Regions from separate parts of the Salvelinus alpinus genome. Here region 2 is linked to region 1. The links are chromatin contacts, called in public Hi-C maps. All regions are on one chromosome and are shown on one strand. Each heading gives the region's core, a stretch centred on a gene start, on an enhancer-like site or on the middle of the called end of the contact. The rest is flanking DNA. Distances are from core to core; before and after follow the strand shown.

Region 1 (5,389 bases), core at 1,271-3,770:
TCAGTTGGAAAAAGTGATGGGCTACTTTCTGCACACGCCAAAGTCAGTGTAAACCGGAGTGACTTGACACAACGCTGGCCAAACAAGATGTAGCTACAAACAACACAGAGTTAAATGGTTCCAGTCTACCGTGAAGTGTTCATCCATGTATACGGACGGGTAAGAGTCTAGCTACATTTTAAGATATACGTTTTTAATTTTGTCAGAGTCGTTTTCATTGCAAGATAAAGAGTACTGTTAGCTAGTTATGGAACGTTACGTGTATGATCTGTGTAGTAATATTATTTGAATCAGAGAACCTAGTTGTTAGCTTTAGCTACCTGCAGATTCATACTACAGCTATGACAATGTTTGTATAGGTAGTAGTGTGAGTTGGGATTATGTCAGTTTATTGCTTAGTTAGCTAGCTACATGGCTAAACAAGACTCCACTTCGACAGATGATTAAATGACCCGTCAAGTTAGTCAGGTGTGTCTGGCGGTGCTTATGGCCATCTATTGTATTTCATGTGTGTCAGGTAAGCATCATCTAATAATTATAAAATATTTGTATCTGGACACTTTTTTATATTGCTACTGCACAAGTAACCATTTTACTGTACAGTTTACACCATCTGTATCCTGTGGATGTGACTTATAAAGTTAGATCATATTTGATATCGTGTGTGTTACCAAAGACGGTAATGTGAAGAACAACATGACCTGCATCAAAATCAGATTAGGATACAGGCCAAGGACTAGATAGTGTATTTTTACCTGGAATTTTTCCTTATTGTAGGCCACTACTTTTACCACTTCTGGTCTTAATCTTTGGTTGTTTACTAAACTACTCACTCTGTTTAACACATGGCCTCACATGTGAATCCTGAAAGAGAAGGGTGAGGCTAAGAAGGTGTGAACGATGCTGAATGGATGTAGACAAAGAAGAGCTCTCCAGTAGGTGTGCCAAAACATTCCAGGACCATTTTCTCAAAAGTGGGGTTACAAGTTTCTGAACTTTTAAAGCAGAATTACTTTCCCATTGTTCTTCAACTGCAGTGCATGATATACCAGTCTCTACTTTTATCCAACATTGATTTATTTTTATTTTTAACATTCACATTTTTCTACATAAGACCGAATCGAGGTGGTCGGTCACATAAGGAAATCAGTCAATTTATTTAAATTCATTAGGCCCTAATCTTTGGATTTCACATGACTGGGCAGGAGCACAGCCATAGGCCTGGGAGGGCATAGGCCCACCCAATTGAGAGCCAGGCCCACCCAATTGAGAGCCAGGCCCAGCCAATAAGAAATACTTTTTCCCCACAAAAGGGCTTTATTACAGACAGAAATGTTCCTCAGTTTCATCAGCTGTCTGGTTTCAGATAATCCTGCAAGTGAAGAAGCCGGATGTGGTTACACGTGGTCTGCAGTTGTGAGGCCAGTTGAACTGCCAAATTCTCTAAAACGACGGTGGTGGCTTATCTCAGAGAAATTAACATTCAATTATCTGGCAACAGCTCTGGTGGACATTCCTGCAGTCAGCATGCCAATTGTACACTCCCTCAAAACTTTACACATCTGTGGCATTGTGTTGTGACAAATCTGCAAATTTTAGAGTGGCCTTTTATTGGCCCCAGCCCGGTGTAATGATCATGCTGTTTAATCAGCTTCTTGATATGCCACACCTGTCAGGTGGATAGATCATCTCGGCAAAGGAGAAATGTACACCAACAGGGATATAAACAAATTTGTGCACAAAATGAGAGAAATAAGCTTTTTGTGCGTATGTAAAAAAAAATATATATATATTTCAGCTCATTAAAAAATGGGACCAACATTTTACATGTTGCGTTTATAATTTTCTTCTGTATAGGTTCAAATAGAAATACATTCTTAGTAACCAATCATCTGGAAGTAACAAGCTAGTGTTGTTGTTGCTAGGTAGAGTGACTCTAGTTACGACGGCTGAATGACATTCTCTTACCCCTGGTCCATCCGAAGCAAGAAACTTGACCACCACTCGAAACTGTTCCTCAATTTTACATGGTGCTGGGAATTTTACAACCAGTGTGGTGCCATAACTGGTGAAATTGCGCGTCATGAATTCTACTTTCACCGAATCCGAATCATCTTCACTTCGGCAGTAGGACACCTCTTGCATTGAGAGGGAGGGATGAATGTCCAACAGTAGCTCGCTTTGAGAATCTTGGATGCATTTCAGCTGTAGCGTTTCAGTTCCTCTCAAAGTTCTCTTCTCAAAGTCCACGCTTAGATCCAAGTGGAAGTGTTTTATCTTGAATTGACGAAAGCTCGAAGACGTAGCCACGTCCTCTGCTAGATCGGAGTGCAGTTTGAGAGATTTTTCCATATTTTAGTAGCCTACAGCAAGAATAACTGGGTAAACGTGAGTCTTCCTCCAACGATTGGCTGCACCGCTTCTTCTTCTTCTTCCTCGGTGGGATGTATCGGCGATTGGCATCCAACAGCTGCACATCTCCAGCATCAACACACAAAAAAGTACTTCTGGGTCACGGAAATCTTCAAAATAAAAGTCCCCGCATAATAGTAGAAAAGTGTCAATAACCTGTATTTATTCATGATATATGAAAAATAAATTACAATGATTCATATTTGTTAATATTTAAGTGACATTTGGCTTTTAAAACATGTTCCAAGTTCCAATAAATGCCACCAATGCGAATCACTGTATATGGAATACATATTGGCTTATAGAGCAAACACTATTCTGGGTTCCGTAGTAGAAGTATTTTAGGTGAAAAATATGGGTTGTTTATGAATTCTAAGAATCCAATAAAAAGGGATGAAAAATGTAGGTGCTGGATTTTAGGCCGGTAGCAACCACCACAGGGTGTCCGTTCAGAACCCAAGGAAGCAGTAGTTCCAGTTCAAGGGTTTAATGAAGATACACACACACACACACACATACAACACCACTCTCTGTGATACTAATTGTGCTTATTTAACTGCATGCACAATAAAACATCATAAAGAAAATAAAAAAATTCTAAGGAGGTAGAATAAGCAGTGGTGGAAAAGTACTCAAATGTCATACTTGAGTAAAAGTAAAGATATATTAAGAAAATGACTCAAGTAAAAGTAAAAGTCACAGAGTAAAATACTACTTGAGTAAAAGTCTAAAAGTATTTGGTTTTGAATATACTTAAGTATCAAAATTAAATGGAATTGCTCAAATATACTTAAGTATCAAAAGTAAAAGTATAAATAATTTCAAATTCCTTATATTAAGCAAACCAGACGCCACTATTTAATTTTTATTGACGGATAGCCAGGGGCACACTCCAACACTCAGACATCATTTACAAACAAAGCATTTGTGTTTAGTGAGTCTGCCAGATCAGAGGCAGTAGGGATGACCAGGCATGTTCTCTTGATAAGTGCGTGAATTGGACCCTTTTCCTGTCAAAATGTAAGGAGTACCTTTGGGTGTCAGGGAAAATGTATGGAGTATAAAGTTTCTTTGGGAATGTAGTGAAGTAAAAGTAAAAGTAGTATAAATAGTCAAGTATAAATAGTAAAGTAAAGTACAGATACAACAAAATAACGTAGTACTTTAACGTATTTTTACTTAAGTACTTTACACCACTGAGAATAAGCAGGAGACAAAAACCAGTTGGTCATCAGAACGGAAACTACAGACTGCCTGAGGCCCAGCCTGGTCCAGTATTACAATAAATCCCGGGGAAAAAGGCTGCTGATTGGCTAATAAAATTATGATTACCAAGACCTTATTTCAATAAAAAAAATATATATACATTTGGGGTCTTGGAAAGGAGATGAGCTGGCCGTTTTTACAGTAGGGAATATTTAGTAGGGTCTGTATCTGGGTGCCGCAGTAAAAGTATTGTAGGAAATACTTCGTCAGGTATATAAAATGTACACGTATGGTGTCATTTCATGGAGCTTTTAATAATACGCAGTGTTGCTGGCCTTTTACTCCACCCATTCCATTGGTGGCCACAATTTGAAGCACTGTATATGTAATACATACTGGCTTATGCCAGGGGTTCTTAAGGACCCAAATGAGAAATTCTATGTTTTCCTGGGACCAAAGCTTATGAAAACATGCAACTAGACGTAAATATTTGTACATTTCATTGCCCTTATGCTTAAAACAAATGCAATATAGACAAAAAAATGACAATTAAATGAAATACCCATATAAATAGCAATTCATGCTTATTTTTCCTGATTAAAAACACTTAAATATCTGTCTAGGTTGAAACTGTTGCTGTTAAAATACAATAAATCATTTTAATTCTGAACTGGAATTAACTAATTGATCACATCACACAGATGTATAACAGAACACACACACACAAACACAGTCCTAATCAGATGTGTGTGGCTGGTTGAAGTTTTCAACAAGCATGCCTTTTCTGTGCTCAAGTTTATTACAGTGCAACCCTGAGGTCATGCTCAGCTTTGAGTCTGTTTCTGTACTTTAAAAAAAAAAGTATGCCAGAGTTGAGAACCCTGACTCGCATAGGTATGTGGTGCCAAACTGGATCAGAGCATCTACTGCTTTCTCAGTCAGGCAGGAGACCGCTTCCTGCTGTAGATAAGCAACCCAGAACTGTGTGTGCGTTTGCCTCAAAAAGCATCTTGCTTCAATCAGTTTAACAGCAACAGCTCCAACCTAGACTTGTTTTCAACAATAATTTCTACAGTAAGATGTACAGTAGACCTGATCATTTTTTGTCTTCATATGTACTGTTACTTAGGGTTGCACTAACAGTAGCTAGTTAGCTTGGTTTGGCTAACGTTAGCTAGCTATTAGCTGTGTTCAAGGGGATTGTTTTAAAGGGAAACACATCTACTACTGAGAGAGAGTAATCCCTTATTTCTGCTCATCATCACTTGTTATAAAATGAAAACAATGCCTTGCTAGCTGACTTACTTTTCCACTGTCTAAGCACGGTTTCCTGAAGCATTCTGCCCTGTTCTGACAAAAACTATTCTGGGTGCCACAGTAAAAAGGTTGTACGGAATACCTAGTAGGGTCTGTAGATCCTTCAGTGTATCCTCGCTTATTTCGATGTCAACCTCTCCAATTACATGCTGCTCATTTGATTCAGTTTTCATAGAGCTTACGATTTCCTCATCTGATAAACCTCCACTACGACTTTGTCTCTAAGTGGTAGTATTCATTCCCAATATCTTGGGTGTCTGAGATTTTATTGAGCTGCACCACTGACACTCCATCATATGAACTTGTGGCTATATCAGGATGAAGATCAGAAACAGGTTCTTTATCCTCAAGTGTGTAAATTTAGCATATTAGGTTGGCAGTCTGTGGCTCCTCTGAGCAGTTGACATTCCCTTATTGAAATTCTCCACAGGTTTTGTACCTGAGCCTCATTTAC
Region 2 (5,389 bases), core at 1,153-3,652, 380 kb after region 1:
CTGAACCATTTAATATAGACAGACATACAACGGAACAAGAACAGCGTCTGTACAATAACATGACACGACAAACAATGCTACAACAGGGAACAACCCAGAGGAGCAGACATATATGCAGGGGCAATCAACAAAGTGAAGGAGTCCAGGTGAGTCCAGTGAGCGCAGCTGCGCGTAATGATTGTAACAGGTGCTTATGATGACGGGTAGCCTCGCGCCCTCGAGCCCCAGGGAGGGGGAGTGGGAGCAGGCGTTACATATCCAGACGTTGTAAGAATGGGCATGGGTCAGCAATGCTTGGGCAGAGGAACACGCCCCAAATATCTGTCGGATGATTGGTTGACCTTTCTTGGGTGCCTGAAATCACTCCGAGCCCTTACCAAAACACAAAACATGGTGGACAATTTCTCTCGCCTCGGATTTAAAACCAGTAGTAATCATCAACTTCAATGACAGTTATCTTAAAATTAAAAGATATATCTGATATTCCCGCACCACAATAACATTGTCGCAGAGGAGGGATTGCAATGTGCACACACTGGCCATGCAGTAGCCAACTAGTTAGTTAATAGTTAGCTAATCGTGGACACCAAACGACGACATTAGCTAGACTCGGGAGCTCATGGGCACACGGGCTACAATAACTAACTGGTTAGCAGTGGTGTAAAGTACTTAAGTAAAAATACTTTAAAGTACTACTTAAGTAGTTTTTTTGTGGTATCTGTACTTTACTATTTATATTTTTGACAACTTTTACTTTTACTTCATTAAAAGAAATTAATGTACTTTTTACTCCATACATTTTCCCTGACACCCAAAAGTACTCGTTACATTTGAATGCTTAGCAGGACATGAAAATGGTCCAATCCACGCACTTATCAAGAGTACATCCCTACAGACTCTGATCTGGTGGACTCACTAAACACAGATACTGTGTTTGTCTGAGTGTTGGAGTGTGCCCCTGGCTATGCGTAAATTAAAAATTAAAAATGACAATTGTGCTCTCTGGTTTGCTTTATATAAGAAATTTGAAATTATTTATAATTGTACTTTTACCTTTAATACTTAAGTATATATTAGCAATTACATTTACTTTTGATACTTAAGTATATTTAAAACCACATACTTTTAGACTTTACTCAAGTAGTATTTTACTGGGTGACTTTCACTTTTACTTTAGTCATTTTCTATTATGGTGTCTTTACTTTTACTCAAGTATGACAAGAAGAGTACTTTTTCCACCACTGCTGGTTAGACATGATGACACCATGGGCAACACTAACTGGTGACTAGTTCTCTTTCAGACAAATATGTTCAACTCATAGTTAGTTTATCAACTGACCACCATATTTAGGAGGATAGAAACATTACTGAAATGTAGCTAGCTAGGCAGTAGCCACTACTAGTCAACTAATCATGGATTACCTATTATTTGATACATTTAGGTTAATTTACTCATATCAAGCCACAGACAGTTTGTGGAAAGGTACAAATAACAATTAGTGGACTCGTTTAATGAATGATCGGACAGTGAAACTTAAATTGATTGATAGCTAGCTGGTGAAGCTTTCATTTATTCCCAATTAATTAAACTGAAGCTAGGTATCCCAAATCATGTTTACTGCTCATGCAGGCGAGCAAGCACACCTGTGTGACGTCACATATCAAGATGTCTCAGCCTATCCTCCCGACGCAACTCATGAATATTAATCAAATCGGTCAAGTGATTGGTTGAGCCTTCTTGGGTGCGTGACATCACTCTCATTTCTCTCATCCTTATGATATTTTTGCACTTCTTAAAATATATGCTCATTAGGAGTCAATGCATATTATAGGGATCAGCTATGTTTATTTTACTGTTATACAATGTACAGAAATTTGTGTATGGTGCAATGTGTATGTCCAATATGAAATTAGCAGTGACGATGCTGGGGGTGTAAACTCTGTGGAGTTGCTCCTGAGTAGAATGGGACACAACGTACATGGTTTGGCTGGTGTAGGCCGTCATTGTAAATAATAAATAATAATAATAATTTCTTAACTGACTTGCCTAGTTAAATAAAGGTACAAAAAAAATGTGATTTGTAGATCAGTCAGTCGGCATGTCGAACAAACCCAATATCTGTGGGGCTTCTCATGGCAAAATTATTTAGCTGAGTCTATCTTTAACACTATTGTCAATGTAACATTATTTGCTTTAATGAACTATTTGAATTTTTATTGTTTTGTTCGATTGTTAAACTAAATTCTAAGTCTGTTAACATTTCCAAATAAAATGTTACGAATTTCGACTAGTGTATTATTTTTTACCATCGTCACTGGTTGACTTTTATTTTGAAGGGAAATGGCCGAGGTCACGGCACGTCCTTATTTCTTGCTAGGTCTTGCTTATTCTTTCTCGCGTCTCAGTAGTGGTTTATGTGAGGTGTCTGCTGCCCTCGGAAGTGAAAAATAGTAAGACAAACAGCAAGGACAGCGTTAGCCAAGAACAAGATAATAAAAAATAGATAATATCTGCATAAGCAGAACGAAAACACTCTCCTAATACAGAATAAGAATAGTTCCATACACAATGCAATAACTACATTTTCTTTCTACGACAAGCATTTCTGTTTGCCATATTTGGTCAATTTGAGGAGCAAAGCTACAGGGCTCGAGTTAACCACTTCGAAAGGAAGACTACATTTTATCATCTTCCCTTCCTTTACGGAAGAGAAAAGTGAGTTGCTCTTGCTGTCATCTTTCCCAATGTTATTTCAGTCAGTGTAAGCATTAAAATAGCTCAAATAATATTATCAATAATCCGCAGTTAAGATTATTTAAATTGCATTAGCTACAGTAGCTAGTTAGCTAAACACGAGCAACTAATAATGTTAGCTAGCTGTTAGTCTTGAGACAGTTGGTCATTTTGCTCGCGACGTTGGCGACATAGCTAATTTGCTAGAACCGAAGATTGCCCCCATTATTCTCTGATATATTCCATCCCAGTCAGTTATTGTTTTAGAAATTAATTATATTTTTAGCTAGTGCAACTACTGACAACCAGATAGCTTTAGAGTTTGGTTTATCTTTTCAAAATGTCGGCGCTGTGAAGCAGCTCGTTGAGTGCTGCGGTCATGCAGCGTGCTATGGAGAATATTGATCAAGGCACACTACAGTAGAAAACAGAATTGATAATAACATGTCATTACTTTGACAATAACAATGATACATGCAGATACTCCATATCCCATTTAATGTCATTTCTTTGTGAGCCTTGCCTTTAGATTATACCCTTTGTTCTAGTGCAAATAAAGTGAAAGTGTTACGGCTAATGTTTAAACTTGCTTTATTTTTACAGGCAATAACCAGATACAAGATGAGGCCAGTCGTGCCCAAGGATTGTAATGATTGATCCTTGATCCAATGCCTTCAAAGTTTCTGCATTGGATAGGCTACCGTGGACAATGGCGCCTGCCATTCCAGTATTATTCAGCCATCCTTATCTGACTCTTCAGCCCTGCTGAAGTGTAGTGTCAGAGAAGGTGCGGTCAGTGAGAATGGGTCAAGGTCCCTACCTGCCGTGAGATTGGATACTTTTTTTGGCACTTTAATCAAGAGACAGGGCTGAAGATGGAGAAAGGGGTGGCTGAGAGCGAGATGGAGGAAGAGACATGGACTGTAGAGGCAGCTGAGGAGAGCCCTGAAGAGCTGCCCTCAGGTGTTCCTACCCTCTTGTCTTCCACCTCCATGCCTGACCAGTGGGAAGTCAGAGGAGATGAGGAAACTCATCAACCAGTTCCCAAAGAGGACATGACAGACTATCTCAAAGCTACCCCTCAGGATATCCCTACTCCAATCAACCAGGACTCAGGAGAAGCAGAGTATTGTGGGATTGCAGAGGCCAAAGAGGATGAAGTCTCTCTGAAACAGGAAGGGGCGGAGCATGTGGTCAGAGAAGGAAATGAGGAGACTGAGGGTGGAGATGAAGACGAGAATGGAGGAGGAGGCCGAAACGAAGTCGGGAGGGAGCCTGGCATGAACGGGGAGTCGGGATGGAAGAGCTCAGGGGCCGGAGGGAGGAAAGGCCGGTTCCGGAACAGCGGAGGAGGAGTGGTGGCAGCCGCCGAGCAGAATACCCAGGCTACATCATCATCATCCTACCTCCCTAAAGGGTCCCTGTCATCGGGCGGTGGGAGGCACAAGCAGGCCCGGAGGCGCAACCACCACCACCACCAGGGCCGGGGCCGGCGGCAGACAGGCACCCAGCTTACCTTGGCCTTCAGGGAGCTGCTGTCAGAGTCGTTCAGCCCCTGGTGCATCTCCTGTATCCACATGGTGGTGGAGCTCATTGTCTCTGTGACCCACCGCTGCGGGGTGGCCGTGGAAGGCGCAGGGATAGCCCTCTATGACCTCGGCTCACAGCTGCTCAACAAGGTCACAGACGTGCCGGGGATGAAGGCGGACGCCCGGCGCGTGCTGGAGAGGGTGAGTTGTGCTGGAACGGTCCTGGTGGATAAGAGCATCCGGTCGGTGGAGTGGGTCTGGCAGGCCTCCCTGACCTGCTTCGGACTCCTCTGTGCTGTGGTGCTGCTGGGTTCCCAGTGGGCCCAGTTCACGCTTGTCCGGCTGGGCGGGGAGAGGGGCCAGCGGTGGTGGACAGCCGTGCAGGACTCCAAGGTCTGGAGGAGGGTGGCCTCGCTGCTGCAGAGGATCAGCAGCTGGTTCAGGAGGAGGAGAGGCACCACCACCCAGGTGCCCCCTTTCACCCCAGATTCTCCCGGTGGAGCAGTTAGGTACCAGCCTGGGCAGGAGCTGGAGAGACTGCTGGCGCTGGCTCAGGTCCCTGAAGAGGAGCTGGACCCTTTTATAGTGTTGGGGGTGGAGGCCCACGCAACTGAAGCTGAGCTAAAAAGGGCCTACAGACAGTTGGCTGTCCAGGTGAGTGTAAATGAGATGGGCATGACATTTTATGAGTACAGGTGAATGATAAAAATTAGTGGAACTGATCAACTGGCGAGTGTGTAGCCATTATCGTCAAATAATTTCAGCTTTGCCTGTCAGAACACAAGCCAAAGCATTTTTGCCCTTAGCTCTGCATGGCTGTATGCATCTTTGTTGTCTTATATCCACAATATAAAATGTAATCAGAAAATGACTAAAAGTAGCCAACCTGTTGAGCCTTCCTTAGTTGCTCTAGCTCTTGCATGTTATCTGCACTGCACCTTACATCTGTCCATCTTTCTCCTTTCCTTCCTCTCTCAGATCCATCCAGATAAGAACAAGCACCCGCGCGCTGGGGAGGCCTTTAAGGTGCTCAGGGCTGCCTGGGACATCGTCAGTAACCCAGAGACACGGAGGGAATACGAGCTGTGAGTAGAAGACACACAAACTACTTGGCCAGTACTTAAAC

What was found. Hi-C and Micro-C count contacts between places; a contact is called where the count stands out from the background.
Region 2: a contact with region 1 is called in a Hi-C map of muscle, with 11 times the contacts expected there. The contact joins the promoter of dnajc14 here to the promoter of rnpep in region 1. A contact is called at or near these places in 2 of 3 Hi-C or Micro-C datasets (muscle and red muscle).

Annotation. Positions count from the first base shown.
Region 1 is chr2:41,335,570-41,340,958 of SLU_Salpinus.1, forward strand. rnpep (arginyl aminopeptidase (aminopeptidase B)) reads right to left here and starts at 2,521. Exons shown (of 11, transcript XM_071378646.1): 1 at 1,969-2,521. The coding sequence starts at 2,352.
Region 2 is chr2:41,719,219-41,724,607 of SLU_Salpinus.1, forward strand. dnajc14 (DnaJ (Hsp40) homolog, subfamily C, member 14) reads left to right here and starts at 2,403. Exons shown (of 7, transcript XM_071379112.1): 1 at 2,403-2,716; 2 at 3,338-4,917; 3 at 5,242-5,348. The coding sequence starts at 3,610.